Linked DNA regions of Mus musculus: regions 2, 3, 4 and 5 are each linked to region 1. The links are chromatin contacts, called in public Hi-C maps. All regions are on one chromosome and are shown on one strand. Each heading gives the region's core, a stretch centred on a gene start, on an enhancer-like site or on the middle of the called end of the contact. The rest is flanking DNA. Distances are from core to core; before and after follow the strand shown.

The links. A called contact is a pair of places that touch in the nucleus more often than the background predicts.
Region 2: a Hi-C map of bone marrow-derived macrophages shows a contact between it and region 1, with 31 read pairs. The contact joins two enhancer-like sites. A contact is called at or near these places in 2 of 39 promoter capture datasets (3T3-L1-derived adipocytes and cranial neural crest), 3 of 484 Hi-C or Micro-C datasets (bone marrow-derived macrophages, granulocyte-monocyte progenitors and myeloid progenitors), 3 of 115 datasets of contacts at active chromatin or transcription factors (bone marrow-derived macrophages, embryonic stem cells and microglia) and 2 of 9 other capture datasets (adipose tissue and embryonic stem cells).
Region 3: a contact with region 1 is called in a Hi-C map of liver, with 2.3 times the contacts expected there. The contact joins two enhancer-like sites. A contact is called at or near these places in 7 of 39 promoter capture datasets (the C10 cell line, the HPC-7 cell line, cranial neural crest and 4 more), 2 of 15 datasets of contacts at CTCF or cohesin (large pre-B cells and stem cell-derived epiblast-like cells), 6 of 484 Hi-C or Micro-C datasets (B cells, bone marrow-derived macrophages, embryonic stem cells and 2 more), 5 of 115 datasets of contacts at active chromatin or transcription factors (acute myeloid leukemia, double positive thymocytes, embryonic basal ganglia and 2 more) and 2 of 9 other capture datasets (adipose tissue and liver).
Region 4: a Hi-C map of liver shows a contact between it and region 1, with 5 times the contacts expected there. The contact joins two enhancer-like sites. A contact is called at or near these places in 1 of 484 Hi-C or Micro-C datasets (liver), 2 of 115 datasets of contacts at active chromatin or transcription factors (the HPC-7 cell line and embryonic stem cells) and 1 of 9 other capture datasets (adipose tissue).
Region 5: a contact with region 1 is called in a Hi-C map of liver, with 6 times the contacts expected there. The contact joins two enhancer-like sites. A contact is called at or near these places in 4 of 484 Hi-C or Micro-C datasets (bone marrow-derived macrophages, granulocyte-monocyte progenitors, liver and 1 more), 2 of 115 datasets of contacts at active chromatin or transcription factors (bone marrow-derived macrophages and embryonic basal ganglia) and 1 of 9 other capture datasets (adipose tissue).

Annotation. Positions count from the first base shown.
Region 1 is chr6:53,994,278-53,996,977 of GRCm38.p6, reverse strand. 4921529L05Rik (RIKEN cDNA 4921529L05 gene) reads right to left here. Exons shown (of 4, transcript NR_110484.2): 2 at 1,066-1,180. Among named protein-coding and RNA genes, the nearest start is that of 4921529L05Rik, 17 kb to the right of the region's middle. Within about 2 kb of position 1,282, at least 21 of the 459 cell types and tissues checked have an H3K27ac peak or open chromatin away from gene starts, as enhancers often do. A contact at or near this core is called in bone marrow-derived macrophages, liver and myeloid progenitors, where this site is marked.
Region 2 is chr6:54,157,137-54,159,836 of GRCm38.p6, reverse strand. All of the region lies in intron 1 of Chn2 (chimerin 2), which reads right to left. Among named protein-coding and RNA genes, the nearest start is that of 9530036M11Rik, 6.0 kb to the right of the region's middle. Within about 2 kb of position 1,301, at least 32 of the 459 cell types and tissues checked have an H3K27ac peak or open chromatin away from gene starts, as enhancers often do. A contact at or near this core is called in bone marrow-derived macrophages and myeloid progenitors, where this site is marked.
Region 3 is chr6:54,225,826-54,228,525 of GRCm38.p6, reverse strand. The region is part of intron 6 of Chn2 (chimerin 2); the gene reads right to left. Among named protein-coding and RNA genes, the nearest start is that of Gm15527, 28 kb to the left of the region's middle. Within about 2 kb of position 1,270, at least 5 of the 459 cell types and tissues checked have an H3K27ac peak or open chromatin away from gene starts, as enhancers often do. A contact at or near this core is called in liver, where this site is marked.
Region 4 is chr6:54,123,134-54,125,833 of GRCm38.p6, reverse strand. All of the region lies in intron 1 of Chn2 (chimerin 2), which reads right to left. Among named protein-coding and RNA genes, the nearest start is that of 9530036M11Rik, 28 kb to the left of the region's middle. Within about 2 kb of position 1,308, at least 13 of the 459 cell types and tissues checked have an H3K27ac peak or open chromatin away from gene starts, as enhancers often do. A contact at or near this core is called in liver, where this site is marked.
Region 5 is chr6:54,177,859-54,180,558 of GRCm38.p6, reverse strand. The region is part of intron 2 of Chn2 (chimerin 2); the gene reads right to left. Among named protein-coding and RNA genes, the nearest start is that of 9530036M11Rik, 27 kb to the right of the region's middle. Within about 2 kb of position 1,273, at least 28 of the 459 cell types and tissues checked have an H3K27ac peak or open chromatin away from gene starts, as enhancers often do. A contact at or near this core is called in bone marrow-derived macrophages and liver, where this site is marked.

The DNA of each region.
Region 1 (2,700 bases), core at 33-2,532:
AGGAGTTTGAGCCAGAACAGCTGAGCTGAACAAACCAGCCAGAGCTCAGAAGAAACTGGTAAGGGTGAGCTTATTCAGCAGTAAGCCCCCTAGATGACAATTACATCAAATGAATGAAAGCTTCTTTCCAGGAACAGAAATTTCCCAATAGAAACCATGTTTTACTCAACATCGACAAAACTAAATGGTTGTGAAATGCCTTTAAACTTTCCAATGTTGCAATACTTATCTCTCCTAAAATAAACTGTAGTGGGGTTTTTGGTGCAACATGATCGTAAATATGAATGCTTATGTGTGATCCAGTCTGTGTTTACTACAAGAGTCAGTTTGGCTTTCGTTTTCAGCTGCATTTTGGTCAAAGGCATATATTGGCTAGCAGCTTTCTTTGTGTTTAACCCAAGAGGCCCTTGCCCAAGGCTGCACAGTAGAAACTGCTCTGCCTTGGCCCTTGACTGTGGTACTCCCTCCAATACAGGTAGGAGTCTATGGAAATGCACCATTGAACACCATGCCCTTAAGCCCACTGTTCCTCAATCCAGGGTTGTAAATTCCTCCTACAAAAGCCACAAGACCTGTTTTTAGGATCCACATGCAAGCAGACAAATTGTATCTAGATGAGTAACCCCCAGGGGAAGACAATGTTGCTTCTTGCTACTGTGTTCCTAAACCCAAGAGGTGGCTATTGCCAGCTGCTTCAGTGTTGCTGGTCTGAGCTTCAACCTATGGTCTAGAGATTTTCCTGTAGAGAGAGGTAGCTGCAGAGCACGATAGGAAAGCACCTTTCCAGGTTTCCACCTTGAAATGCAGAACCTGAATTTCAAACCTGGTCTTTTGTATAATGATACACCTTAATGAGGATATCAAGGTAGGAAGGCAGAACCTACAGCATCCAATGGTTTCTTAACTTGGCAGTGTCTACGCACCTGGGCATCTGAGTATGGACTTGCATTTTTAAGCTCACCGTGGGCCCTATAAACATTCAAGGCACTGAATATAGTTTTAAAGAATCACTTTTCTTCCACTAGCAAATTCTTCTCTGTGAAGAGTTAAGTGGATAGGAAATACCTCCATGCATAATGTATGACAGGAAACTAAGTCTGCAGTCTGGAGACTCCACAATCTGCACCAGGGTTTTCTTCTAGTCTGCCCGATGACACAACAGGGAGGCACTCTGGAAAAACTAAGATTCAGTGGCATTAAGCAATTTGTTCCAGGCCACAAAACTAGAGCTTCAGTTAGCTTTAGTTGCACAATAAACTGCCTTAAATTGAAAGTGACTTAAAATAGCAGTGATTGATTTTTTTTTTCCTTGCCTGGAGGGTTGGGCTGGGCTGCAACGCTGCCAGGCCTCTGGCTGGGTGGGCAGCCGAGGTCAGCTAGAGACAGGGCTGGGAGGGACGGTTCCCAGTGCTTCTCACTTGTGTCCAGTTTGGTGCTGCAAGGGCTGAGAATGAATCTCCCCCCCCCCCCAGTACTGTCTTTGCTGCCGACCACTGTGCATCCTTGCCATTTTTAATCTAGCCTCTTCCTTCTGCCCTTTGGCTCCCTGCCCACCACCTGATGACTTTTAATGGTATACACTCAAATCACTTACTGGCAATGTTACCTTGAGTGGTTACTTAACCTGAGTCTCAGTTTCCCATGTACAGAATGAGGATATAGCACAGATCACATCAGGGTGTTCCGTAGTGTTTCCAGCAGCAATGCAAGAGTGTTTGGCTCCGGGTTGGCACTTGATTACCATTAAAAGGATTGCCTAATCCGTATGGTGTTACCTGTTTGCATATGACCTCGGGACTGACCACTTGTTATCAGATAAAAAATTGTATTTTATACTTAGGAATATATATGCATATATATGTTTAAATGCATATATATGCCTATCTATCATCTATATCTACCTATCTATCTATCTATCTATCTATCTATCTATCTATCTATAGAACATGCATGCAAATGGAACAACAATTAAAAATAAGATGCCATGCATTTGAGTGGGAGGGGTCAAAGAGAGGAAAGGGAAAATTATATGATTATATTTTATAATTAGAAAAACAGTCATAAAAATGATTGCACTGGAGGATCAAGGAATGTATGTTGATTGTCAGGCAGAGGGAATGAACCACTGTTCGTTTTTCAGGCGACCCCTGAGCTTGCAAGTATTGGAGTGGGGAAGTAGTTTCATGTTATGGCGTTGGAATTCTAAGACAACAGCTCTGGGAAGGTGGAAGAGAAAACAAAACAAACAAGGAGCTCGTCCCATCATGACATTGCAGGAGCTTTCTCTCTCTTATGGAACCTTCAGGAAACTGCGTGTCACCCTTAGGCAAGGGCCAGGCCAGTCTCTGTTCCAGCTTCCGCCATGAAGTTTCTCTATTAGTTTTTAAGATTCCATCTTGGAGTTCCTTGGTCCTTGCTTCTCCCCACATGGAAAGTGCTCCAGTGCTCCACCAGTCTTCGGGACCTAGGTGGGGACATATCTTTGACCCATAGGTCTGAGTTAGAGGAATCTGAGAAGCACTTAAGAGGCGGCTTTTGAGGATGTGCTCTGGACTGGCAGTTTTACTCCCGCCATACTGCTGATCCCCACTGGGTCAGACCAGCTTGTGTCTGTGCACAGTGAGCAGGAAATGCTGTGTGCCTGCATCTTTCCTGCAGCTGTGCCAGTCCTTGGGATCCCTCGGGAGAGAAAAGCCTAGG
Region 2 (2,700 bases), core at 52-2,551, 160 kb before region 1:
CTGTGTAGACAAGTGAGCTGAATGTGATGAAGTGGAGTGAGTACTAGCACCAAGCTCTCTCCAAGTCTGCAAAACCAAGACTTTTCCCTTATAAGATTCTGCCGCTCATACTGGGCCCTTCACAACCATGCCACATGCGCTCTCCCGAGCATCACGAGGTGGCCAGCACTGTACTATTCTTTAGAGGAGAACCCAAGGCTCCAAGGCGAATGTACCTTGCACGAAATGGCTAGCTCATTTGCATCCATCTGAATATTTGCAGTCAATCCTATGTCACCAAATGGTCATCTTAGAAAGATTGACTTATACCTTATCATGAGAATTCAGTACACTTTCTTTATAGCATCAAACCTGTTATTGGATTTTTTTTTCTACAAGTTCTTAAGTAGCTATTCATCTGTAGCAACTGTGATGGGCTGGTCTTATGACAGGTTGACAGGATTAAGAGCTATCTATCTAGGACTGGTACAAGAACACACCTATGTGTTCATGGGCACATTTCCAAAGTGGATTGACAGGTGAGAGAGTGAGCAGAGGGTTGGGGGTCCACCTGAACATGAGTGGCGCCATCCAACAGGCTGATAGGCAGACGGAAAGGACTTGGACGTAGGCAGCATCCACGAGCATGTGCAATCCTTATTCTTCCCTTTGGGTATTCTATGGATCACTGCTACCAGAAGTCTCTGATTTCTTCAGCCTTTCATCAGGGACCTTCCAGGCCTAAAGCTTTGGACTGAGACTGAGCTGTTTAGCTTATAGGTCTGAAAAACTTCCATATTCTCTACCTCTCTGGGATGCACCATTGCTGGGATAATGTGTGTGTACAAGTGTCTGTGCACACGTGTATATGCTTGTATATATTCCCTCAGTTTGGCTCTTCTGGAGAATCCTACTTACAGAATTACATCAACTAATCCTGATCTATCCCTATATTAAGACAAATAAAGATGGAGAGACAGAGGAACCTAGTGGGCTCTCTAGATGGGAGGTAGGTTCTGAGACACAGAACCTCCCGGGACTACAGGTTTAGCCTTGCTCCTAGGTTTCAATCTCTGTAGTTCATCATTCGCTTTAAAAATAACTTCTCACAAAAGAAATATTTCTAAGACAACAAACACATGGAAAAGTAACACTTCAAATGTCTGGCCAGACAAACCACAGAGAAAAAAAAAAAAACCAGCAAGCACAGGAAGTGTTCTGTCGTGCACAGGAAAAAGAAACCAGTCTGGACTCGGTAGTGGAGCACTGCAGACCTGCAAGAGGCCAGGCTCTGCTGGACTCTGCACAGCATGCATTTATCACTGTGATGCAAAGGGCTTCAGCAGAAGCATGCAGGGAGGAAGGAGGCCTCTCATAGGTCCTGGCAGAGCAGGAAACAGCTTCAGCATATCTGTAATTAAAGGGTTAAGACCAACAGCAAGTGGCTCCAATGATTTTTAAAAGAGAAAGTATGTGTACTTCAAAACTGACAAGAAGAATGGATCTCTTCCTGTTCCCTGCCGTTATCTTGATGGTGTGTGTCTTCCTAGGGTTTGGGACAGCAGTACTGCATGTGGTAGCAGCCATATCTTCTTGCTGTTTGCACAGTGGGACATTTGTCTTCCTAATTGCTGCATGTGAATGTCTGACATGCTTGCACTACTAGACGGAACTACATATTGAAATAAACCTTTCCTTTATAGTCAGCTCTTGTCTGAGGCTATCGGTACTAGTAATTTCTTCCACACCCAGTGGCCTTGGCCTAAGAAGCAACAACAGATTTGCACACTGCACTTGGATAAATGATACATGGTCTTCTCCAGGTGCTCACCTAACAAGTTATTACCCATTGCTGCTCCTAGACCCAGCCTGGACACTGGTTAGACAGAGATGACACAATCTTTCCTTCTATGAGGAGGAAGGGGGGATGCTGGGATAGAACAAGTGCAGAAATGTAGAGGGTGCCAGAGGACTGGCGCGCAGGAGCAAGGCTGAGTAGGAAGGTGATGAGGGCAATTCATCCAAAGGCAACAGTGGGACTGGACAGTAAGGGTTAAGTAGGAGTTTGCCGGGCTATCTGCTGGGTTATGGGCGTTATGACTGAGATTAGAGTGCATGGTTGCTTTCCCTTCTGAGTGGTAGCAGAAGAAAGGAGACTTCCATGTGACTGCTAAGCAGTTTTGAGACCTTATTCCTCCCCTGCCAAGGCTAGATAGTCATTCCTGCTAAGAGTCTATGGCTTGATGAGAACTGGCTTTCCTTGACTGTATTCCAAAGGGTGAATAGAGTCAGCAGTCTTGCAAGAGGACGGTGTGTCCACTACTGAAGACTGAGGAGAGGGTCAAAAATGGAGTCATGGGTGGGGCTATGCAGGCAGGCAAGTGTTCATTTGTTCAAGGCAGAAGCCCTAGGCTGACTCCTACCAAAGAGTAGCCTGTGGCTTTCAGGAGAGAATGGCCATGAGGCTTGAATTCCAAGGGAATCTATCCTAGTGGGGCTGCTGGCTGATCACCAAACCTCAGTCTCCCTCCCTAGCTCAGCTGTTGCTAGCACCATCTAAAGCAGAGAGGCAGATGCTAACTACACACCAGATGCTCAGTATGGGTTTGTCTGCTCCACACACTGAACAGCCACTATCGAAGTGAGAGCAAGATGAAACCCAGTCTGATGTCCTTAAAGGATGCCCGCACTGGTAGGGCAGCTAAGGAGGTCTCCTCCCTC
Region 3 (2,700 bases), core at 21-2,520, 230 kb before region 1:
TCAAATGTGCCTCCATGTGAGCCAGTGCACACCTGTGAAGGGCTGGGAAGGACGGCCAGAGTCTAAGCTAGGAAACAAGAGTCTCTGAAACAGAAAAGCAGCGAGCTGAGGTAGAATGTCCATCTTCTCTGCCTGGATCTACCTCCCGGCTCATGGCCCAGGGTCTCAGCCCGGGTAGCACTAGATAGGGGAACCTCAGCAGCCTCTGACTCCACAGGTCAAGAGGACTGAACGCGTTGTCTGTTGTTTGGTTGGTTTTCCTTCCAAAACTCTCATCTACATAAAGGGAGAGCTCCCCTCACCTTCACTGCCCCACCCCACAACCAGGTCAGCTGTTGCTCAGACCCCTGATAAATCCGTGTGGTTAGATTCTGACTTCAAAACAATAGCCAGTAAATCCTGGCTTCCTGAGAGCATCAAGCTAGTTCAAATCCATTCACGCAGCGATTCTCCGTTCCGTTTTTATGGCCGTGTGTGCGTGGCAGGAAGATGGATGACCACAGTCATTACTGTACCTGTCATTTTCACTAGCCAGGCTCCGCTCATCTTCATTTACCCTTGACTCCTGAGAGGAACCTGGTTATGTCAGTTATTTCCAAAGAACCTCCTGAGGAGAGAATTGGCAGTTTTTCTGGACCCTGTAATCCAAGCAGCTCTAGTCCCACCTCCTTTATATCAATGGTCCAGTCCCCACCAACGCCCCTCTGTGTGTCTGTGCTCCGCATGCATGTGTGTTCATCTACGTGTGTGTGTGTGCTGCGTGTGTGTGTGTGTGTGTGTGTGTGTGTGTGTGTGTGTGCCTGTGTGCTGCGTGTGCATGCCTGTGTGTGGGGTGCATGTGTACATGTGTGAGTGTGTATGTGTTCATGTGCATATCTGTAAGTGTGTGTGTGCTTGTGTGTGCATATGCATGGATGTGTAGGTATGAGGGGGTGTGTAATTGAATGCAGCTCTTCAGCTTGGCTAAAGGCACTGGTCAATGTTCTACTTAAATCTAATGGACACAGAGAAACTCAACATCCCAAAACCAAGCTCCCAAGCACAGCACACAGTCGTGAGCCCATCTGAGAAAGGGACTGTAGCATCGTCACATGTAAGGCATGCTGGGCTTCGGAAGCCAGTTAGCTTTGTACAGGATGCTATGAGAACCATGCTGACTAAGGGCATAAGGACTGCTGTGTGCTTGGGCTGGCTTCTCCCACGCTTTTCACTACCACACTCTCTCTGATTCCTGTCTCTCTTGCCTGGCCCCTATCAGTAGACTGGACCCTGGAGGCTGCACCCTGCTCCCTGCACTGTGCCCCTGGACTTTGGCTGGGTTTGCCCAATGGGAAGTGCAGGCAGAAGGTAGAAGGAGAGAAATTGGGGGCTGGGAGAGGGACAGTGATGTGGGGTATCAGTTCCCACTCCAGTTCTCATGAACCTTCCAGAATCTTCCTGCTACCCCTGGACCCTTGAGTAAGTGGTGGTGGCCCGCTCTGGATAATCCAAGGGAAAGTTTTCCAGTTCAACCAATTCTCTTGAGACTTCCAGCCTTCTGCTTCCTGCAGGGGTCCTGCTGGGGCCACTAAGTGTGATATGACTTCACTTCAGATCCGGCTGATTCAGGCAGGCACCTAGTGCTGTAATGGACACACCTCAGAGATCTTAATTATAAGTAGTCTACATGGAGTGAAGATTAAGGCAGCATTTTCTGAGCCTTTGAGAGGTTTCAGAAACACCCTGTGTTTCATGTTTCAGTCTCCTGTCATGTACAGCAAAGCATCTGCTCAGACGGTCTCTGGATCCCCTCTCCTCTGGGCCCTGGCTTCTCCTCATGCAGCAGGAGGCTCACAGCCCCTGGATCAAAGAGCTTGTCCAGAGAAGAGCCTTGACCTGGCTCTGGGTGCATCTGAGATACACTGATCTTCATTGTGAATTTGGCTCCGTTTGTGACATTGCATTATCTGCTCCTGCTTCATTCAACAAGTGTTTGCAGGTAAGCACTTAGGGATGTGCGGGGATTCGGAACCAGGAGTCACCAAAAAAAAAAAAGGCTTTCACCTGGATGCGTAAAAGCACCAGATCACAAGTTCCCCAGCACTGCCTGTGTGGATCCATCTGGAGCCCAGCAAAGATCGACCAGAGCCCCCGGAAGACCTGATCCAGTGGCTCTGACCACTGCATGTCTAACTATGGTCTCAGGAAGGCCAAAGACGTTGGTATTCAGGGCCACAGTTGGAGGATAGCAGGTGTAACAGTTACCTAGGATACTAAGTCCACATCAAGACTGTGTGCCGGGCTCTGGGGTGGTTCTGAGGCGTGAGGTGAATCCTAGCAGGCTTCACAAAGAAAGAAGTGTCTGCACTGGACCCCAAAGAAGCCTGAAGATCGCAGGAGGGAGAGAGCATTTCAGGCTGAGGGCACAGAGAAAGGAAGAGGATGTGGGCCAGAGAGGGAGTTCTGCAGCAGAAGAAGGCGGGGCAAGGTGGGCATTGATGGGCATTTCCGTTAACCCTTGAACTCTCACCACCTGCCTTCCACACCCAGTCACACTGTGGCTCCAGATTTCTCTGTATAGTCAGGTAGGACCAGTCCCCCTGAGCATGTTTCTCTTTCTGTGGAGATGGGTATCATTGGCAAGTATAGTCTGGAATTGGAGAGGCTGGATCTCTCGAAGCACCGCTCAGCTTCCAGAGGCCAGGAGATGGTGGATTAGCA
Region 4 (2,700 bases), core at 59-2,558, 130 kb before region 1:
AGCTCAGGAGGACAGTCAGTACAGTGTGGTTGTGGAAGAACAACAGCCTGTTCAGGAGGAAGGTGTGGTTGTGATTAGCAAATGATAGGGAAGAACTGAGCAGGATTCCTCCCAGTCAATGCGGAGGAGGGAGGGCGTGGCATGTGGGAGGTGTGGATGAAGTGACTGGGCTAGCCAGAGTGAATAAGAGGAAGAATGGGGGCAAGGACTGGCAGAGCTTTCTGCAAGGGCCGCAGAGAAATGGGGTAGCCACTGGGAGAGGGAATACTGTCCAGCAAGGCTGTCTGGTTTGTTTGGGTTTTCTCTAAACAAAACAAACCATTTTTCCAAATGAGAGGAACAACAGTCTGCTTGTATGCTGTAAACTCATCAATGTGGGGAAGAAGGGGCAGCTGGCGGAGGGAAGAGGATGCACTGACATGCGTTGGGATTGAGTAAGGGTCCACAAGGACAGCCATCACCTCTTTTGGAAAAGTCAGGTCGTATAGAGCATCCGCCCCTGAGGTCGGGAGCTGCAGAGTGCTGGAAACTTAGAGACTCTCTTCCCACAGCCCTGTCGTCTCCACAGAGGAGCACAAGTGGGATGAGGGATGAGCCAGTCACCCAGAAGTCAGCCAGAGAGAGTAAGCCCTGTGACATGACCCAGCCAACAATGTCTGGTAAAGAGGTCACTGCCATCTAGGACATATATGGCTCGTTCTTTAGAGGCTAGCATGGCAGCATTAGAAATGGGGAAATGATGAGATTCTAAACATACTTTTAATACAAGTGAGTGTGAAATCACCACTGGGCTATACGGAGTATTGTTTTCTTTTTCTCCAAAGTCAATACAAGAGACATTATTTCAGCCTTGAATTCTAAGTCAATAACATTTTAGTTGCTTTTACTGATGATGATCCAGTTTTTAACTAGTGGATATTATTCCAGAATGGTGGCAATATCAATAAGTGATGCTAGAGAATGCATAAAACTCTGCTGGCATTGTGAAGCAATATTGAAATGGAAGCTGTAGTTAAAGGCAAGGTGTCTGAGTCTGTTCCAATCAGCCAATTGGCAGGACAGAATCAATAAATCATGAAATGAGTGTGGGAAAAGACTTTGAGCTTTCCAAGATCGAAGAAGGGATAGTAAAATATTAACTTGATGTCTTTTTAGCTCTCTTTTCTCAATATTTATCAGTGTTTGCCCTCCCTTGAAATGAGACTGCCATTATTAGCTTTTCTGATAAATAGATGGAGTTCTTCCTGGCGGCTCCTTTCCGCCTTCCATTCTAGCCTATCTCCTGTTCTCTGTGATTCCCCTGGCCTGCAGAATCTCTCTCTGCCAGGGACAAGGGGGGAACTGTCATTCTCTTCTTATCCAGTCTCTCCGGGATTATCCTTGGTCCTACTGTGGCCTGTCCACTAGAGCTCCTCCTAGACCACCACCTTCCTCTGGGGACTCAGACTCCTGTTGCAGACCCAGGGGACCCCTAGTTCTTTCAAACTACTCCTCTCAGCCTTTACTTCTTGCCCATCCCTATTCCTTTGTGACTCCCTGAAGATCTACAAAACAGCTCTCTTCCAGGGACCCTACAGACACTACCCTTGGCTGGCAACAGATTGGCAACAGCAAGGAAAGAAAGTGATTCCCATCAAAGAGAGATGAGATCAGATATCCATACCAAACATCTCAGACATCATAATTCCAGAAATTTAGTTCCCACTGCAAAACCACAGACATGACACCATGCCTCCTCCAGAAGTCAGCAGCCCTAACCCTATATTATTAGTTCCCAAGAAAAGTAACTCACTTAAAGCACAAAAAGGGACTTCAAAACAGCAATTATGTGTGTGTTCAAATACCTTAAATAGGATATAAATTAATGAAGACCACGAACACAAAACAGTCCAATACAGTAATGAAAACAATCAAGACATGAAGGTAGAATTTAATAAAGAAATAGAAACACACACACACAGGAAAATGGATGGAAATCCAAGTGTCTCCACTCTGATCTATCTAGGTATGTTGTTGTTTTCCAGTGTGATACTCTTAGCCTGGATCTTACACTAACTCCTCCCCTCTCAATGTCAAAACCAAAAGCAAGATGTTGCTGGTCTACCCAAATTCTGCCCAAGATTCTGTGTGTGGATGCTCTCATAGATGAAGTGCATATATATATATATATACATACACACACACACACACACACAGAGAGAGAGAGAGAGAGAGAGAGAGAGAGAGAGAGAGAGAGAGAGAGAGAGAGAGAGAGAGAGAGAGAGATTTGTATGACAGAGGAAAACCACTGCTGTTGGTCTTTACCATCCACTTTATTTGAGACAGGTTCTCTTAGCTGCTACCTATGCCAGGCCACGCTAGCTGACCTGAGAACTTCTGGGAATTCTGCTGTCTCTGCCTCTCATTTTGCCATAGAAGCTGGGTTCCTGACATATGCAACTCCATCCAGCTTTTTCTTGGGGTCCTGGGGACTGGAACTCAGGTCCTCATGCTTTATCCACTGAGCCATCTCTCCAGCCATTCCTTGTAGATTCTTAAGAACTCTTTAAATACATCAGAAGTTCAGCCCTTCAATTCAAATTCATAGCTGTCCATGATACCTGCAAACCTTCCCAAGGAGCAGAAGGCAGAAATCCACTTCTCCTCCTGCCCTATCTTAGGTTGTTTGAAAACCTGACAGCTTTTGTTGCCTCCATGTTT
Region 5 (2,700 bases), core at 24-2,523, 180 kb before region 1:
AAGGATGCAGGCATGGTGCACTTCTGGACAGTGTGCTTGATGTCAGCAGCCCAGATCCCGTAAACTCACCCTCTGGGGCAGTTGTCACTTGGGCATAGAGAAATGCAGGCTCACCAGCCACACACTGGGAACAGAAGCTTAAGGGATGGTTTGGAAGAGGAAGTGGGAAAGGCTTCTGAAGCACAATAAGCCAGGCAGCCACTTCCACTCCTGGAAGTGACATGACAGACATCATTAGCTAGTGGCCTTTTCTCAGCCAAAAGGTCTTCAGACTCCTGAGGCTTGCTCTATGCTCTCTGAGCAGCAGAGTTTGCCAAAATGGAAGGGAAGCCAGTGGACCACTTGGGTCATGTGTCTATCTCTCCGGATGCTGACATGAGAGCCAATCAAAAGCCAGGAAGCTTCCTACCTTAGCTTTCAGTAGGGTCCTGTACACCATTTAAAGGGTTAGCTAATCAAACACCCACGGGAATAATTCTCCAAGGCGCATTTGAGGTATAAAATATGTCACAACGTCTGAAAGTCTCACTTCCTGATTTAACTCAACAAACATACTTCACAAGCAAAATGCACGAATGAATGCCACTCTTAAGGTGGTTCCACAAGCAGAGGAGTGACACGGTAGCATCTGCTTCTACAGCAATGTCCCATGCATACTGGAGGCCCTCCCTAGCCAGGGGCCTTTTCCAGCACAGGAGAGAGTTCTCCCACTGGGTCAACCTGTTTGGCAGTGGTGGAGGTCCCTGAGGTTTGTGGAGGTAGAGAAGGGACACCTTGCTCCCCTTGGAGTCTAAGGATTGAGAAAGCTAATATTTTATTCTTGCATAACAAAAGTTGACTCACCTTGTCAACATAGGGATAAGTCAACATGTTCCTGTGGGCAATATGGGAAAGGTCATGCAAGCAGAGTGCTGAAGCCACTCAAAAACAGGACTTAGGACTGAGATGGGTGGATCCTAGCCCTCTAGATTGGGCTCTGCAGTCCACTCCCTTCTAAAAGTACTGCCTCTGGCCAGTACATAATGAATAAGCAGTATCAGCCTGGCTACTGCCATGTCCCCCAGCTATGAGCAGCAGGTTACTGGTACTATAGATGACTTCCTGGTTCCAACCTCACCTCTAGCTACCATGTGAAGGCTTTGCCTTGCTAATAAAATATTATCTTAAAATTCACTGCTTGGCCAATGGCACCATGGTAACCCAAAGACAAGGTGTGTGGGGCCCCAAAGCAGGGAGCCAGGTATCTGTGTACATAAGCAGGATCTATGGGGTTTGACAAATTGCACACAGGCTACTTTTATGACTCACAGATTGGGATAGGATCAAAGAATAACTACTATCCTATTCCCGTCAGGTGATTTGACTTTGGCAGTTCTACAGATCAAGGGTGTGAGGTCCCAAGCTCCTGTTTAGAATAATCAGCACAAGCTCTGAGTACCTGACCTCCCACTGGAGGAGGGCTCCTGGGAGAGCTGTCATTCCAGCATCAACTGCATGGTTGCTTTTGGTCTCTTACTAAAGAAAATCAGACTAGTCCCATAACGGTTGGCTTTTGAACCTGTCAGCTCCAGGCTCACATTTCACACACTTCTGACTTAATATTCAAATGTGGCTTCCTTGTTGTTTTTAAGTGAATTCAAAAGTGGCAATTCTTTTAGGCCATTAACTCCAACACTTCCTCAGTGACTTTGCCTGTGGTTTTGCGGGGGTGGGGGTGGGATGGGGTGGGGTGGGGTGGGGTGGGGGTGGGGGTTGGTTTTAGTAGTTGAGCTCCAGATGTATGGTGTTTAGGGATAAGAGCCTCCCAAGGACATAGCTAAGGAAGTGATAGTGTTTGTTTCTAAGAGGATAACAAGAGCTTCTAATCCCACAGGGAAATGGAGAGAGAGCAGAAATTTGGGGCCATCATGTGACATTGGGCTTTCTCCAGTCAAGTCTTGGTCTTATGTATCCTTATGGCCCAACAGCTCCTAGTGCACTCTCTGGCTTCAGACAGGCCCTTAATATGCACTAGGTGCATGAATGACTGAATGCAGGGACGCCATCCATACACCACTGGAAAAGAAGATTTCTAAAGATCCTTACTGCCCAATGTGCACGCCTGCTGTTCATGGCTACCTCCCTAGCACCCGTGAGCTTCTTCCCCCTTCCCGTGTTTCTCTACATTTTCTGATCATGTTTTAGGCAGGATTGATTCCAAAGTTGATGCTGATCAGTCAGGGAAAGTTAGCAGTTACCAACCCCTTGACCACAGAGATGAAGTCAGGAATGGGAAAATGAAGTCAAGGAGGGCTGAAATGTCATTCTGATGGTTTTCTCGAAGCACTAATAAATGGGTGGTCTCTTTGCCTGATGTTTCTGAAAGCAGTGCCAATACCCTTGGGGGTATTGGGTCTGTCTAGAAATGACATGGGAAGAACTTGTTAAAGTCCAGTTGAAGAAAAGTATCATCCAAATAATAATAATAATAATAATAATAATAATAACAACAACAACAATAATAGTAATTTAAAAGGCCAGGGGAGTGGAAAGGGTCATGTCCAAACATGCCCGAATCCAGAGCCTCTGGTCTATGTGACCACTGACTGGAATATTCTATTAACTTGCAATCAAGAACACTATGTTACGCCCAAGTTGCAGGTACCCAAAACCCACCGAGGAGTCAACTGTGCTGTAAAACACGTAAGGTCCTTCTTATGA